3 separate regions of the Mus musculus genome follow, and all the other regions are linked to region 2. The links are chromatin contacts, called in public promoter capture Hi-C maps. All regions are on one chromosome and are shown on one strand. The core of a region is the stretch at or near the end of the contact, and the rest is flanking DNA. Distances in the headings are between cores, read along the strand shown. Region 1 holds the start of Tbc1d8 (TBC1 domain family, member 8). Region 2 holds the start of Chst10 (carbohydrate sulfotransferase 10). Region 3 overlaps Gm5099 (predicted gene 5099).

What was found. Promoter capture Hi-C pulls out the DNA fragments that hold promoters and counts their contacts.
Region 1: a contact with region 2 is called in a promoter capture Hi-C map of neural stem cells. The contact joins the promoter of Tbc1d8 here to the promoter of Chst10 in region 2. A contact is called at or near these places in 2 of 39 promoter capture datasets (hippocampal neurons and neural stem cells), 1 of 484 Hi-C or Micro-C datasets (embryonic stem cells) and 1 of 115 datasets of contacts at active chromatin or transcription factors (embryonic stem cells).
Region 3: a promoter capture Hi-C map of trophoblast stem cells shows a contact between it and region 2, with 7 times the contacts expected there. The contact joins the enhancer-like site here to the promoter of Chst10 in region 2. A contact is called at or near these places in 12 of 39 promoter capture datasets (the 3T3-L1 cell line, 3T3-L1-derived adipocytes, the C10 cell line and 8 more) and 2 of 115 datasets of contacts at active chromatin or transcription factors (both in embryonic stem cells).

What each region holds. Positions count from the first base shown.
Region 1 is chr1:39,477,438-39,480,176 of GRCm38.p6, reverse strand. Tbc1d8 (TBC1 domain family, member 8) reads left to right here and starts at 1,430. Exons shown (of 20, transcript NM_018775.4): 1 at 1,430-1,737. The coding sequence starts at 1,611.
Region 2 is chr1:38,896,849-38,899,580 of GRCm38.p6, reverse strand. Chst10 (carbohydrate sulfotransferase 10) reads left to right here and starts at 1,421. Exons shown (of 7, transcript NM_145142.2): 1 at 1,421-1,691. It overlaps Gm51581, which reads right to left. Exons shown (of 3, transcript XM_030243909.1): 2 at 1,948-2,179; 3 at 631-1,864. The coding sequence ends at 1,231.
Region 3 is chr1:38,158,283-38,160,982 of GRCm38.p6, reverse strand. It overlaps Gm5099 (predicted gene 5099), which reads right to left. Exons shown (of 6, transcript NR_151587.1): 4 at 2,266-2,700; 5 at 1,722-1,768; 6 at 1,091-1,231. Among named protein-coding and RNA genes, the nearest start is that of Gm5099, 28 kb to the right of the region's middle. Within about 2 kb of position 1,357, at least 5 of the 459 cell types and tissues checked have an H3K27ac peak or open chromatin away from gene starts, as enhancers often do. A contact at or near this core is called in trophoblast stem cells, where this site is marked.

The DNA.
Region 1 (2,739 bases), core at 181-2,680, 580 kb before region 2:
CTCTCTGTATTTTTTGATTGGTCTGCAGAGAAATGGGCTTACTTCGTGGTGACATTTGTATACAACATGGCTCTAAAACTTGCTTATTTTCCCCTCCACCGTCCTCCCCATCCCCCAACCTCCCGTCTCACTTTGCTTTCTACAGGGCTACTGTCTGTTGGATCTGACCAGTTTCTGATCCTCCCCCAGGACAGCTTCTACTTTCCAGTTCTGTCCTACTTAACAACCACATTTTGTCCTTTTGTCAAAACCCAGGGACTAAGGGAACCTTTCCCCTCCCTTTGGCTAAGATATCCGATCTAACCACCTCCCCACAGAGAACACGTGGATCCCTTTCCCTCGGCCTTTTTCAAGGACAGCTAACATGTCTACTCTAGCCTAGAGAAAATATTTATTTAAAACCCTGTACTCACATGCCCCGTGGCTTCTCGTTACTATTACCTGCTCCCATGTTCTAGTGGGTTTGTTTTTTTCTTTAATGTTTTCTCAGAATAGACACAAGAGCCTTATTTTTTTCCGGAGAGGACCTGCAGGGGTGAGTCTCATAGTGGTGCCTTCTAGGTCCTATGTCTCTGTAAGACATTCAGTGTTCAGTATGGTCTGCTGCTGGACTCAGGTTTCTGCGTTGCCACCTCTCCTATAGCTTCAGTTGTATCCTTACAAAAGCATGAAAAAATATTCTGTAAGAGAAATAATAAGTGGGGGATGTCAAGAATGACTCCTGCTGCCAGGCCTGATGACCTGAGTTGGATTCCCAGGGTCCACATAATGGAAGCCAAGACTGACTCCTCAAAGTTGTCTTCTGACTTCCACGCGCCAAACTGTCTCTCGTGACCACCCCCTCCAATAAATAAAATGTAATAAAGAAGAAATGTAAATGTTTGAATTAACGGAAAGCAATTTCTCTGACCCTCTCCTTGCTGTATATATGGACTAAAATATGTAGCATTCTGTGTTAATTTAAAAAAAAAATGAAGAGCGCAGCATTAAAAAAAAATCCAGATACAATTGTCTCCAATTTTCAGTGTTAGCTTTTGGTTATTTGAAACTTGAACACACTCCAGTTTACTGGCGTGCATTGTGCTCTTTAAGGTTAAGACTCTGGGTTGGGCAACCTGCAGCTTGGATAACAAGATGTCTTTTCCCCCTAGGTCCTTCCTCCAGCTTTTAAACAAGGAGCGTGGAGACAACTTGCGCAGTTGCTCGCTTCCTACCGGGAAGGAGGGAATTCGAGACTCGTCCGGGACTAGAGGGAGGAGACCTGGCAGTGGCTCCGATTTCCTCCCGCCACTCCGGAACCCTGGCCGGGAGCCGCAGAGACTAGGAAACCAGGGAGGCGCCACTGGAGCCTCGGGGAGGGTGGAGGGCGTGGCTTCGGGGGTGGGCGGGACCGCGGCTGGTGGGCAGGGTCTAGCCGGGGCGGGGCCACGGCAGGCAGCGCGGGGTGAGCCCGGCGAGCTGTGGTCTCCGCGCTCCGGGGCTCGGCAGGCGCTCCCGCTTCTGTCTCCGCGCGCAGTTCCCGCCGCCTCCTTCCAAGCGGGCTCGGCCCGGTGCGGCCGGCTGCTGGGGCGATGTGAACCGGGACCCGCAGGCGCGGCAGGTTCGCCGCGATGTGGCTCAAGCCCGAGGAGGTGCTGCTCAAGAACGCGCTGAAGCTCTGGGTGACCCAGAAGAGCAGCTGCTACTTCGTCTTGCAGCGGCGCCGCGGGCACGGCGAGGGGGGCGGCCGCCTCACCGGTAAGGGGCGCGCGCGGCGGCCCGGCCCGGCCTCTGTCCCTGCCGCCCGGCCGCGTCGCAGGTGGTGTCTCGGTGGCAGCCGACGAGGCCAGGACGGCCCTGCCTATGGCTTGTTTTCCTTTTTCCTGCGTTTCTCACGCGAGCTCCGGTCGGGCTTGGAGCTCAGGGACCCACGGGCCGAGAGAGGCAGGTGCATCTGGTGTGACCTGGCTCGCGAACGCTGGAGACGCAGCTTCTAGAGCTTGCCCCAAGGCAGCGAGATCGGGGCGCCCTAGGGCCCCGCCAGGTGACAGAAGGGTGCGCCCAGGCAGGCCCGGACTTGGCCATCTGGACGCAGCTGTGGCTCCAGGTGGTGTTGCAGCTGCGGACTTCAGGCCAGATCATCGGGAGGTTCTAGAGATCCAGGACTTTCTGGCCCAGGAGGCGGGGGCTGTCTTCGCTTCGAGGGGAAACTGAGGCACTATAGTTGCGTAGCGAAGTTAAGCATGCCGCTTTTGTTTCTCCTTTCAATGTCTTCTGTGGAACGATAGGACAAAAATACGATAGGCTTTGAAGTTGTCTCCAAGCAAGGCATTTTCCCCTTCTAAAAGTTATGGCTCAAAGCTGTTAAGAGATTGGGATCAGCTCGCGTTATTAGCTAGAGCACCTGCTCAATCAGGGAAGGGGAATTGTCGTGTTTTGCCTAGGGGGTTGGAATGATTCCTTTGGTTAAGGAGCCACCTCTGGTAAAAGGGACTTCAGATGATGGTCCTTTCATAACCTTCTACTGAATGTCGCTGAGGGGGTCAACAGACCTAAACGGTGCGCTCGGGTTAATTGCTGGTGACTGTCTGCACCTGGGCCAGTCTGGAGACGGCCCTTTGGGAGCAGAGTCTGGTTGGAGAAATGAGGAATATGCTTCTACCTAAAATCATGTATTTTAGCTTCAGGAAAAGCTAGCAGGTGTAGGGTGGGGTCAGGGTCCACGATGACAACCGAGACTCTCCTGAGAATTCAGTAGTG
Region 2 (2,732 bases), core at 172-2,671:
GGCTCAGGAAAAGCCTGATGGTAGGAGGCCAGCTGAGGAAGACCCACCAGAAGTTCTGGGGGAACAGAGGAGGGGTGGCAAGATGAGGGAGGGACTGAGGAGTCAGGAGGTGAGGTGGGCAAGGGCTGGCCAGCCATTGTCAGGACAAAAGTCAGTCATAATCTTCATAAATTGGGCCTTTTAAAAGTCACAGCTTCTGAGTGAAACGTACAGAAACTGGACTTCTGAATCACACAGAAGCTGTCTTCTCGGAGCCTGGCCCAGTACTCCTGGGCAGGAGAACAGCCTTGGAGATAATGGGGTCTACTCCCCATTCACTGTCTGTGTTGTGTTCCTGGGGAGGCTTCCTGTCTGCAGATGACTCCTTCTGACTGAGATAAGTTCACTGAGAAACCAACCCTGCCAGTTTGTAAAAGTTTTTCTCCAGACATTTCTTAACCAGTTCTCTCTCTCTCTCTCTCTCTCTCTCTCTCTCTCTCTCTCTGTGTGTGTGTGTGTGTGTGTGTGTGTGTGTGTGGAGAGAGAGAGAGAGAGAGAGAGAGAGAGAGAGAGAGAGAGACATTCTCTGTGTAGACCTGGTGGAAGTTGCTCTGTAGACCAGGCTGGACTAGAACTCAAGAATTTGCCTACCTCTGCCTCCCTATACTGGGATTAAAGTGAGCCACCATGCCCAGGTAACCAATCAGGGTTGTTAAGAAACTATGAATGGGGCTGGAGAGATGGCACAGCAGTTAAGAGGTGGTACCACCTTTGCAGAGGACCTGAGTTCAGTTCCTAGCACCCACACTGAGTAACTCACAATTCCCTCTTAAGTCTTGCTGGAAGGGATCCCACACTTTTCCTGACTCTGTGGGCCCTATATTCAAGTATACACACCCACACAGAGATGCAAACATAAAAATAATAAAAGTAATTTTAAAAAATCTATGGATAGAGGAAGGTGTGGTACCTAGCATTTACCATGCCCTGCATCCCTGAGGCTGAGAAAGGAGGATTGCCTCACGCTGGAGTCCAACCTGAGCTTCGGAGTGAGTTACAGGTAAGCCTGCACTCCATTGAGGCATGGTCTTTTAAAAAAGAAAAAACAAAATAAAACAGAATAGAAACAAATGCAAATAACTAAGGAAGAATAAAGATTTGTACTATACCAAAGCTCAAGCGATCTGACCTTTCCTCAGGTCAAAAAAAATTTTTTTTTTTAAAGAATGATTGTTGATCTACTTATGTGTTTCATTGTCGTTGACATTGTTGCGTTTTCCTAAGTTTTGGATTTCCTTTGCCTTCTCCAAGGTGTTTTCTGCGCGGTGCGGCTGGGTTGCTGCATCTGTACAATTTCTCCACAGGCCAATGGGGACCAGGAGGCCTGGGATGGTGGGTGCGCGGTGCGTCCTCCTGGCTTCCTGCAACGTGGACGCGCGCGCGCGTGCACAGCGGTGGCGGCGACGACGCGCAGGACCAGGCCCACACTCCCGGGCGGCAGTGGGCGGCGGTCTTGCACCCCGAAGCTCGCACGCGCCCGGCTTCCTCCTTCCGGCGTGGCTGCACCCCTGCACCCTGCAGGAGGGTAGGCGGGTAGCGGTGCGGAGGTCTGGGCAGAGCCCGCCTCCGGGGCTCCGGGGACGCCCACAGGCCCCGCGAGGCCCGAGCAGAGCGCCAGCGGCTGGGAGGAGCGCGAGCGCCGATGTACGAGGGTGAGCTGGGAACTCGGGGGTGGCGGGTCTCAATGAAGTGCTGTCCCCCACCCCTTTGCCGGGTAGACAGAAGGGTGGTGGACTCGGTTTTCCTCAGCGAGCTACCTCGGTGTGTGCTGTGGCGACTTAAAGACGTCCCTGGATGGAGAGATTCCTGGGAAGAGCCTTCATCACTTAATTATGCAACGAGGCGGCGTCCTTGTGCTGGATGCAGTGATGAATGGAATCGATGATACTTGAACCATCCATCGTCTACCTTTGCCACCCTGGGATGGAGACTTGCGTTTGTAAATGTGGGGTGGGGTGGAAAGAGGAGAATGTTTTCCCACTTGGGTCCCAGGAGCGTGCTGGGAAGGAGGACTGGAGGGAGGAACCTGTGCAGCCTTTGCGAAGGAGCGCACGGTTGAGCGCGGCTCCCGGGGCGCTAGGGGAAGGAGTTCTGCCTGCGAGCAGGTCCTGCTTGCTGGCCCATACCTTCACCAAGAGGTCTGTCAGAAGTTGGAGGTCTAGGCATCAATTACTGCACTTTCTGGCTGGAAAGATGAAACAGGTTTTCCAAAAGCTGGTGCTTTTTCGTTCTCCAAGTCTATTCAAGGCAGGAAAGGGCAGGGCAGTGAATACAAAGTAGCTCAGCCAGGCAGGTTCTGGTTAGCCACAAGGAGTTGGGTTTTTGCGCTGGTCTATTGGAACTGCCAGAGCAGGATATGTCTTGAGACATTCTTAAAGTGAGACAGCTCAGCTTCGTTCCCGCTTGCTGATCACTAGCCACGACTTCATCTTTTCTAAGTGACTGGGTTAAAAAGAAAAGACACAAAGAGAGAAATGACTTTCTACCTTCAGTGGTCCCCAGGATAATTAGGACATAGTTTATCTTAAAGCAGAATTGGAGTTTCAAGATGAAAAGAAAAATCTTCACATGTTTGCTCTTGACCCTCAAGAACAGAAGAAATTCCCAAGAAAGCCGCCCCCTCCCGGAAAGGAAAATAGAGTTTTGTTTGTTTGTTTGTTTGTTTTGTTTTTGCAAAGTTGAACAAAGAGCAT
Region 3 (2,700 bases), core at 108-2,607, 740 kb after region 2:
AAAACGTATGAGGTGTTTCAGTGTTCTTTATCCCACCCTCCCCACAAAGTTTGGGAGGTATTCAGAATTCCAACCTAAGTGTCCGATGTCCCAGAGTCACTGCCCCTAAGTAATATTTGTGACCTCGGGCAAGAGCACTGAATTCTCTGTGTCATTGTATCTATATGAGGAAGGCCAGATGGCTGGACTCTGTTCATTCTTTCGGCATTTCATAGACGCCTGTCATTCTAAGCCCCCATACACACAACAGGCCACAAGACTGATGGTCTCTATATCATGCCTGAGCTGACTTACACATAAGGCAACCAGCGCTGTGCAGTTCTCCACACTTACACAGCTCAGAGGCAGCAGGGATTGACTACACTTCCACCATTCTCCACTCCATTCACGGTGCTTTCAAACACATGGCTGGGGTGGGGGACATGTAAGAAAATGAGTTGTGGCATGGTCCCCATTCTCTTTGCTGGTTTTCTAGACCCACAGAAGCCACCTCTGACTGGCCACAGAAGCTAAAGACTACAGGAAGGTTTTCATTCACCCTCTTGTACACTTGACCCCCAGGGGGTGACAAGAAGGAGGAGGGAAGGGGAAAGAGGGGGTGACTAGGAGGAGAGGAGGCACAGCCAAATGGTTTGGTTCCATCTGATTTTCTTTCATTCAAATGGATTCATTAATATTGAGAGAGCCATCAGATGCTTTGACCAAAATTCTCAACACCTCCAAAATCTGAGGGGACAGGAGGAAGAGGGAAGAGAGTGAATAGACAAAAATTATCAAAATGCCTGCATCTGTGGCTCATATATTTTCTGTGTCATGTGTGTTGGCCGTTGCCGAATTCAGAGTTTGAAGTTAGCAGACCACTGAAATGCTCCACAGAGAGAAGTGCCTGCTTTGAATTCCAGGTTCAGTTCAGCTCCTAGAATCCACGGTGGAAGAAAAGAACTAACACTCAAATGTTGCTCTCTGATATCTATATGCGAGAGGCATACCACACATACACACACACACACACACACACACACACACACACAGTTGGGAGCATGTCATAGTCACTGTTCTATTGCTGTGAAGAGACACCATGACCATGGAAACTCTTACAAAGGAAAACATTTAATAGGGCTGGATTACAAGTTCAGACTAGCCCTTTATTGTCATGGCGAGAAGCACGGCAGGATACAGACAGGCATGATGCTGGAGAAAGAGACAGGAATTCTACTTCTGGATCAGCAAGCTGCAGGAAGACAGAGACATTAGGCCTGGCTTAGCATTCGAAACCCCAAAGCCCACCCTCAGTGACACACTTCCTCCAGAGAGGCCACACCTCCTAATAGAGCCACTCCCTGGTGACCAAGCATTTAAATCTGGCCTATGGGAGTCATTCCTATTCAAGTCACCACAGATGGTAAGAAGAATGTCTGTCACATAGGAGAAAAACTGTCTCCCACTTTGGAGAGGCCCTCTCATCTGGTCTTATGGAGGCCAGGGAAGCAGTCAGGATCTTTGCTTTTCAGGCCTCTCCCACTAGATTGACTGTGAGGGACTGACTCATTCTGAGAATGGATGGGTTTGATCTGAACCTCTGTGTAGCTGCTATGCCCTGAAACTGCTGTACTGAAGCTGACATGAAGTAGAAGAACCTAGATGTGGAATATGCACCAGGCAAAAATGCAGGAGGGCCCTGAACAGGAAGAGGACCAGACAGAATGCAGATTCATACTTACGGCTTTTGCAGGGTGACTATCCATTCCCCATTCTCCTGGACTTCCGTCTGAAAAGGGAGTAAGCTTTGTGTTGTCAACAGATAAATGAACAAAGGAATGAGGTGATAGATTATTCATGGTCTACAAATGTTTACTATTTAGACAACCCTTTTCATATTATAATAATCTGTTCTAGATTTAGCTTTCAGATCCAGCACTGAGACAGAACCCTTTGGCCATGTGCAGAACTTAACAAAGGATAAATGTACAGGAGACAGAGACAAAATCGGCTGACATACTCAGGAGCAAAGAGAGCCCCGATCGTGGTGTGTTTAATCTAAAGCCACCTTCAGTTCCTTGAGATCCTGATACACATTTTTCTGTTCAAATCCTTCCTCACAAAGATGTCATTTTAAAAATGGTTTTTAGGTTCACAGGAAAGCCAAGAGGGAAGTTAAGATATTTTCTATAGAGTCCCTGTCCAATGGCTGTCAGAGCCTCATTGTTACCAGCAGGCTCCACTAGAGCCTGTGTTGGTGTAATCGGAGAACCCACATTTACTCACTGGGATGACTCTTGGCACTGGGCAGGCTGTATGTCCCCATTGTGGTGTGATGAGTGGTACTATAGTCCTCTCTCTCCCAGTTCTGTTTTCTACCGTTCCAGTTACCTGAGATCAACGGCACAGTTGTGACCCAGTGAACCTCCTTCCTGTACATAATCTGAGAGCTGATCAATACCCAATACCACATTGCGAATTGATTGGCTGGATGGTCAGGGACTTGGGAAAATCGTGATTGGAAAAATCAGTGAGAAAGACTTCTGGGGAAGAAGTATGTGGATAGATGTCTCCAAACCAGCAAAGGATGTGAAGATATTTGTGTCCCAGGTAAGTGCTCATCAAAAGGTGACTTTAGCCAAGAAGGAGTTCAGTAATCAAGTGGATAAGATGACCTGTTCTGTGGACAGTCAGCATCCTTCTCCAGTCACCTCTGTCATT